Linked DNA regions of Mus musculus: region 2 is linked to region 1. The links are chromatin contacts, called in public Micro-C maps. All regions are on one chromosome and are shown on one strand. The core of a region is the stretch at or near the end of the contact, and the rest is flanking DNA. Distances in the headings are between cores, read along the strand shown.

What was found. A called contact is a pair of places that touch in the nucleus more often than the background predicts.
Region 2: a contact with region 1 is called in a Micro-C map of embryonic stem cells, with 5 times the contacts expected there. The contact joins the enhancer-like site here to the promoter of Copb1 in region 1. A contact is called at or near these places in 11 of 39 promoter capture datasets (the 3T3-L1 cell line, 3T3-L1-derived adipocytes, the C10 cell line and 7 more), 1 of 15 datasets of contacts at CTCF or cohesin (pro-B cells), 5 of 484 Hi-C or Micro-C datasets (B cells, embryonic stem cells and palatal mesenchyme), 5 of 115 datasets of contacts at active chromatin or transcription factors (craniofacial prominence, embryonic basal ganglia, embryonic stem cells and 2 more) and 1 of 9 other capture datasets (adipose tissue).

The regions. Positions count from the first base shown.
Region 1 is chr7:114,252,991-114,256,934 of GRCm38.p6, reverse strand. Copb1 (coatomer protein complex, subunit beta 1) reads left to right here and starts at 2,255. Exons shown (of 22, transcript NM_033370.3): 1 at 2,255-2,329; 2 at 2,916-3,065. The coding sequence starts at 2,975.
Region 2 is chr7:114,815,378-114,819,321 of GRCm38.p6, reverse strand. All of the region lies in intron 7 of Insc (INSC spindle orientation adaptor protein), which reads right to left. Among named protein-coding and RNA genes, the nearest start is that of Gm24982, 15 kb to the left of the region's middle. Within about 2 kb of position 1,906, at least 46 of the 459 cell types and tissues checked have an H3K27ac peak or open chromatin away from gene starts, as enhancers often do. A contact at or near this core is called in embryonic stem cells, where this site is marked.

The sequences.
Region 1 (3,944 bases), core at 1,006-3,505:
GAATTTGATATCAGTTAAGCTCCATGCTTTAAAGTGCAAAACCATTCATGTTGCCAGTGGCATGTTCAGGTGCAGGCCTAAAATGCTAGCTGTAAGTGACTCAGTCATGAAGAACCTGGAAGTTTAACGTAAGGACCACAACACTGTGGCCCTAAACTGCTGAGCTTCCTTGTTGCTAAACCTAATCTCTACACCTTGTTTGGTGTAATTTCTTTCTATCACCTCTCAGTAAGTCAAGTGATCTTGGAGAACTAGTAACTGCGTTTGTGATGATTCCATGTGAAAAAAGCTGAGTACACAAAAGAAACATGCTTGAATGCATCTCATTCTCAGAGAATTGTGCTGAATAAAGAAAGCTAATCTCAACAATTCTGTTGTATGATTCCATTTAAATGTCAGGATGGATAGATAGTTGCCCGGGTTAAAGTGGGCACCTGGCTGTGACAGCTGGTGGGCAGTAGGAGCGATCTCTGGTGGAACAGTTCTTTATCTGACTGTTGATCATCATACTGAACTAAACATATTGTTTAGAAGCAAGTACATAAGTGAGATTCTATAAACTGGTGAAGTCTCAGTGAGGAGACATGTCAGTTTCCTGCAAGACTTCCCGAGACAGAGGAACTGGGTGAAGAGTAGAGGGCTGTTAGAATCATGTTGTCTTACAATTACCTAGATTAAAAACATCTTTTAAGCATAAGCCAGACGTGATAGCGCTTGTTTGTAATTTTTTAATGTATTGGATGCTTTGAAAGAATAGCAAGAGGCCATTCTTTTTTTTTTGTTTGTTCTTTTGTTGTTATTTTGTTTTCTGGTTTTAGCCCTGGCTGTCCTGGAACTCACTCTGTAGACCAGGCTGGCCTCCATCTCAGAAATCTGCCTGCCTCTCCCTCCTAAGTGCTGGGATTAAAGGCATGTTGTACCACCGCTGACTGGCCGAGACCATTCTTTTTTTTTTTTTTTAAAGATTTATTTATTATTTTATGTAAATACACTGTAGCTGTCTTCACACACTCCAGAAGAGGGAGTCAGATCTCATTACGGATGGTTGTGAGCCACCATGTGGTTGCTGGGATTTGAACTCTGGACCTTTGGAAGAGCAGTCGGGTGCTCTTACCCACTGAGCCATCTCACCAGCCCGGCCGAGACCATTCTTAAATAAAGAGTAGAAATGATAGCGCTTGTTTGTAATCCCAGCACTTGGGAGGCTAAGGCAGGAGAGGAGTAGATTGGGAGTTGGCCAGCCTGGGCAGTAAGACTAAAATCAAAATTCCGAGAGGTAGCTGTTCTCTGTGCTGGAAATATGTAGCCTCTGGTATATTTTGAGTGGTGGGGATTTGTTTTTTAAACCCAATGTTTCCAGAAAAGAGAATTGTTAGAATAGCTGCATTCCAGGTAAATGAGAAAACAGTTTGTATTCTGTATCCTGCAAGTGAGGTTAGCAGGTTTTGTATACACAGTATGTGTATCCATGTTGTAATCCCAACTCCTCAGAAACTGAAGATCACCTTTCAAGACCAGTCTGGCAATCATACTTAAATTTTTTAATGTATTGGATGCTTTGAAAGAATAGCAAGAGGCCATTCTTTTTTTTGTTTGTTCTTCTGTTGTTATTTTGTTTTCTGGTTTTAGCCCTGGCTGTCTTGGAACTCACTCGTAGACCAGGCTGGCCTCCATCTCAGAAATCTGCCTGCCTCTGCCTCCTAAGTGCTGGGATTAAAGGCATGTGCCACCACTGACTGGCCGAGACCATTCTTAAATAAAGAGTAGAAATGATAGTTGTCAGACAACTTCTGATACTCCAATAACTCCAGTTAACTGAATAAAGTCAGATTCAGGTCACCAGAGGTGTTAAGCCCTCAAGTGTATTTTCATATAACCTAGTCATCTTATTAAGGTCTCTGAAATCATCTGCCTAAGAATTGGTTGTTTCCAGTTTATAAGTGAAAGGAAGAAGAAAGTCTGCAGGACTTTTCTGTTTCTCTTTTGTACAGTTTAGTTCCTGGGAAGACAATTCCTAAGGAACTGCTAACTGACCACAGCGCTTAAGTCAGCTCCCAACTCGCTGGGAAAACTAAAATACTTGTTTACACTGCTGCAGAAACCAACTCTGAGAGAGGAAGAAGACAACACACTTCCAGGGCGCAGCTCAGGGCGGAAGAGGCTTGTCCTTTCTGGGTCTCCGTACAGGCTCTGTAGCTGCATCCTTGCTGGTCTCCCCGCCCCCTTCCACGTCAGCCAAGGACTTGGTGGAGCCGTCGCGGCAGCGGCTGTCCGGACCGGTAGTCGGCGGTCCCACGGTTCCCTCCCGGCCTCCGCCCCTCGGAGCCAGGTAGCGACCTGGGCCCCCGAGCCGCGGGGTTGCGGCGGTCGCGCGGGGTCAGCGAGCCACCGGATGGGGAGATGCCGGGCGCTTGACTAGGCCGCGGCGACGGGCGGTGGGGGCGGGGAGCTGGGCCGCGGTCCCCTGGGCGGTGGGACAGGGGTCTGCGCCGCCTGAGGCCTGACCCTGCATAGACAGAGGCCGGTGAGGGGCGGCCGGGATTCCCACGGGGGACCCGCCACAGCCGAGGAGTCCCAAGGTTCTGCAGCGTCTTCGCTCGCGGGCCGCCCTCCTGGAGCAGATCCGACTGTGTTAGGTTGGCAATCACGGCCCCGTGACGTGGTGCTCCGGGTTGTCACTGTGGTGTGGACCTCGACTCCACAGCTTTGCACACCCTGGGTCGGGGAGTGGACGGGTACGGGGACTGAGTGATTGTCACTAGAGTTCACGGAAGGAGAAGGTGGGGAGAGCTCTACAGGTCGTCCGAAGTCACACGCGAAGAACTTCAGGCAGTTTAGAAGATCACGACTGATTTGCGGAATTTGTCTCCCTTTTTTTTTTTTTTTTCTAATGATGTTTGTATTCATTTTTGTAGATTTTCCTGGCACCTTTCGTCCTTTTCATCTTGTATTGGGTTGATTATAAACAGAAACCATGACGGCAGCCGAGAACGTGTGCTATACGTTAATTAACGTGCCAATGGATTCAGAACCCCCTTCGGAAATCAGCTTAAAAAATGACCTGGGTAAATAGTTTCTTAACTCAAATAGGAATTATTTTAATTGATAGATTAAAAACGTAAAAGATGGACAAATTAATATGGTGTTTTTTAATACATATCTATATGGTCTGATATTTAAATCCTGTCAAATATAATTATCTCAAACATTCATCTTTTCTTCATAGTGAAAACATTTCACATTCTTTCATAGAGATTTTTTTATTTTTTTGAGATTTTAAAAATATATATACAGTATATAGTTATTAATTGTAGTATACAGTGTCATACCTGAACTTTTTTATCTTGTACTCAGCAGCCATTGACCAATCCGCCTCTCCCAGCCTTCCTTCCTTCTTACTCTCCTAGGCTCTGTGAGCCACGGTCCTTTTTTTTTCTTTTTGTTTTCCTTTTTCCTTCTTAAATAAAGCCTTACTCTTTCCCTAGGTCAGCCTGGAACTCACTAATAGGCCAGGGCAGCCTCCAACTTATGTCAGGTCTTAGTTCAGCCTCCAAGGGTTACAGGTGCAGGCCACTATTCACCTTTTACTTTCAACTTCTCTGATGATGTAAGTTAATACTTCATAAAATGTTTCTACTCTCAACCTCCTTTCACCTGAGGAAGTTTCTTATTTATTATGTGTGTATGTGCACAAAAATGTGCTAGTCATGTATGTATAAAGTGAATTTATATGTGAGGCCAGGGGTAAACCTTAGGTGCCTCCCTCAATCATACTCCACCTTACTTGTTTTTTTTTAGACTTTGGATTTTTATAAGATTTATTTTTAATTGTGTATATGGGGAGGTGCCCGTGTGTGTAATGCTCAGGAAGGCCAGCTGTGTAGGCTCCTCCTGGAACTGGGAGCCACTCGATGTGGGTTCTCTGCAAGCGCATTATGTGCTGT
Region 2 (3,944 bases), core at 657-3,156, 560 kb before region 1:
CAAAGGGTAGCCCAGCATCACATTGCTGTGTGTGCCAGAAGCATCACCTCCGCCCCCAGTCAATTCCCCTTTGTAATGTCCCCTAAGGTACAGCCTCTCTTCACCACAGAACTAGCATCATCTTCACAGAGAATTTTCCGTGTTTCCTGAGTCCTTTGGAAGAAATGCACACTAAGTAACATTTTATCCACAGACCAGAGTCTTCTCAGCCCTGGTTGCCCCCACACAGAGAAGGAAGGGAGCGTTCCAAAGCAGGGCACCGGGTCAAAAGGCTGCAAGTTCTGCTCCAATGGCTTCTCGGGAAGCATCCGCGCACACCCAGGGGACAGACACACCCAGGGGACAGGTACCAGAGTTCCCAGCCGAGAGAGCTCAGCACCATCTCGTTTTCCTACTTCACATTGTGTCTTACAAAATCCATTCATACTCCACATGCTACCAGAAAACTTACTAAATGCTATTGGGAAACATCCTCTGGTTCCTTAGAGAGCCACTAGCCACGAGAGAACAGGCATCCGTGCTAATGCCAGCGTGGCAGCCTCTACCCAGGAAGCATCCCCAGCCTTGACTGCTTGCTCTTTATCTCATCTGTCTCACACTGGCTATGCATCCTGGACCACCAGTTCCTCTGTCTGCTTGGAGATGCAATGATTCGAGTCTGAAGAGGGAGAGAGAAAGGAGAATCTGGCACAATGCATGAGGCCCTAGAGTGTAATGGGACTTAGCTCATATCCCACAGAAATATATTCAAATATGTTAGCCATTCTTTCCTTGCTGAAGGACCCGCCCCACTCCTCCATCTGCTGCCTTCACTTCACACAGGACCCTGAAACTGCTGGCAGAGGCTATACCTCACGTCAGCCCCATGGCTGGTGGTAGGAGTGTGTGTGTGTTTGTGTGTGTGTGTGTGTGTGTGTGTGTGTGTGTGTGTGTGTGTCTGAGTCTGTGTCTGTGTGTCTGTGTGTGTGTGTCTGTGTGTGTGTCTGTATGTGTGTCTGTGTCTGTGCAAAGAAATGCAAGCCATTTCCTTGGCAAGCCAAAGGGTGACAGCATCTCCAGCCCCCCACCCCCCACGCCAAAGGGTGATGAGTGGCAGGGAGCATGCTCAGTCATGACCTGGGAGACAGGAGTGTTCTGCCCAACAAACATTGCGCAGAGTCAGAGGCCAAGCCTGATGCCTGGGCTGAATCCCCTCTACCCACAGGATGGAAGGAAAGATGACTAGCTGTCCTTTGACCTCCACATGAGCACCGTGGCACGTGTGCATGGTCACTCTATAACACATGATTAATTAATTAACTGTAAAAGATACATAGCTGATCCTTTGGGGAAGCCTCAGGATTAGGGGCTAGGGGTACAGTAGATTGCAAGATCTGTCTGCATCTTTCACCTAGAGGATCATATTCCTGTAAGAAACGTTGGTTGTCTTGAATTTTAACCATTCCCCCTCCCTCCTTGTATGTCTCAGGATATATTTTCTGGTCCTAACTGCTGATGGTGGGGCCCGTAGCCCAGTAGCCACAGCACTTCCAGGAAAATGCTGCCTCGCGGCCTGGCAGGGCTGCCAGTAGAGCTCTTGTCCACCAGGGGCCGCTGTTGCACAGCACATGGTGTCCCACAGAGCCCCAGTGTGAATCACTTAGGTATCCAGACTGCCTTGCAGCTCCAAAGCTTCAAATTCAGGTTGGAACCGATTGGCAGGAAAGCTGCAGCTCCCAGCTGGCACTCTGGTCAGTACTGGCCCACCATGTCAGTGATATCCTAGTAAAAGCAGAGGGAAAGTACACGGGATGGGAATGGGGGTGGGGTGGGGGTTTGATTCCACCCTTTCAAGCCTTAATCCTCTCTGCTCCTACCCAGGAGACAGACTGAAGTTAGACTGTAAGGGAAAGGAATGAGTCACACTCTTCAGAGAAGACTGGGTCAAGGTTTTCCCCTTCTCTGCCATGCTCCAGTCAGAGCTGACTGTGGCTCTGAGACGCTGGGTTCAGTCCCAGCCTGTTCCCAGGGCAGCTGAATTCATTGTCAGTTACAGGGTGGAAGCAAGACTTGAGTCCCAGAGAGGAGAGGGCAGGATCTGGGGGGTCTGTTTTCAGAGTAGCCCGTCTCTTAATCAAGAGCTTCTCCTGAGAAAAGAAGGGTCTGTGGGTCAAATCATCCAGAGGCCCCTCTCCCCACACAGCCTCACGTAACTATCAGGACTGGATCTAGCAAAGTAAGTCGCTGGCTGCCTTGTGCTGGCTGCCTTGTGCTAGGGCCGCACACTGTGGCCACTACTGCTGCTTTTGAATCGTGGAGGGGAGAAGGGATCTAAGTGGACGAGAGAGGACAGAGAGGACAAGCACGGGGCTCCCACTTTGGCCCTGTGCTTCCTGTTGTCTACCTTTGTCAGTCTTACTTGAACTTTTGTAAATCGGAATGGAGGTAGCCACCACTCCCTGCCTCACTTGAATAACAACTGTGAGATTCAAAAGGGCAACAGGATGGGAGAAACTGCTTAATTTCTTTTAAATGTACTATTTCTGACTCATGACCACCGAGCAGAGCACAGTGGGGAGAGACTTCTAGTAAGCAGGCAATGGAGCCCTCCCCACCGCTACCACCACCGAGCCCACTTCCTCCTGCCCAGGGTCTTTGCCTAGACCTCCCTGTCTCTATTTTCCATGCACCCCAGAGCGTGAAAGGTGAGCTGGCGTGTGATGTAAGCCGCAGTTTCCCTTCCCACGTCCACCCACACCTCAGAGACTTTTTCCTTGGACTTGAAATTAAGCTCTTCTGCTCTCCCCTGATCATCCTTAATTTCTTTATCGATTTTCATTAAACTCTCCCTTTGGCTCCAGGACAAAGTAAACTAACTCCTTATTTCCCCACAAAAGGGGGGGGGGTGATTGGGTAGAAACAAAAGAATGTTCTTCGGGAAGTGAGACTTTCTCTTGTCTAAGGCTAAAGGGAAATTTCTAGAACTGTCTTGAGAGCTGGCTAAAGTTGGCTGAGCACTGGGCTTGGAAAGTTCCTAACCTCTTACAGTCGTAGACCTGTGCCTTTCTGTTCTGCAGGTACCCAGCTCCTCATCTGAACCATATGTTCAGTTAGCACTAGTCCTGATCCTTGGTCCCATTCTTTGAGCCAGCAGTACCTGGCCCTTACTTTAGTCACACCTGGAACTCTTCTGTGGCTGTTGCAAAATCCTTGGCCCCCAGTCTCTTTGGGGGACAATGCAGAGTCTCTCTTGACCACCATGTAAGACAAACAAGATAGACATAGGCAGCATATGTCCCATGCACAGATTCCAACTGGAGACTCAGCGTATTGCTACCCTCCACCAGGAGAGGTAACCATTTCATTGCACAGAAGATGCCAAAAGTCAGAGGGAAGTAACTATCTCCTTGGGACTCTTTCTTCCTCCACAAACCATGCAGTTCTTAACAATGCCAGTCTGTGGTGTCAGGAGAGCAGCTCTGATCTGTCAACCTTGGGAGTTGGGAGTGTCTGCTCTCACTCCATTCTGGGATCTGGGTCTCCCAAATGTGGTCCTGAGAACACTACCATCTCTCTGGGCTCCCCTAATTCACTGAGCATGGAGCTCCTTAGAGACACAAAGTACCACAGATCAATGACCAGCCACAGTGTCCTTTGCATCTCCTATGAATGCTTTCCCCTGCACCTCTGTATACCCACTAGAACTAAATCTCCACTGGCTTTTTGGTTCTCTTTCACCAGGAATCCAGGAATTCTAGAAGTAGGGAGCCTCCTTCAAGTCACAAGCCAGCCTCCACTCTAGCTGTACTTTTGGGCTCTCCACACTTGGCCTTTGGAGCAAGCTGCTTGCCTTCTACCCTGAGCCTAACACAGGAGCAGTTAGTAAGACATGACTATCTGCCAAGGACCAGGAAAAGCATGGCTGACTTCTAGAAGTGTACTGATCCTGGTACCAAAACAGAGGG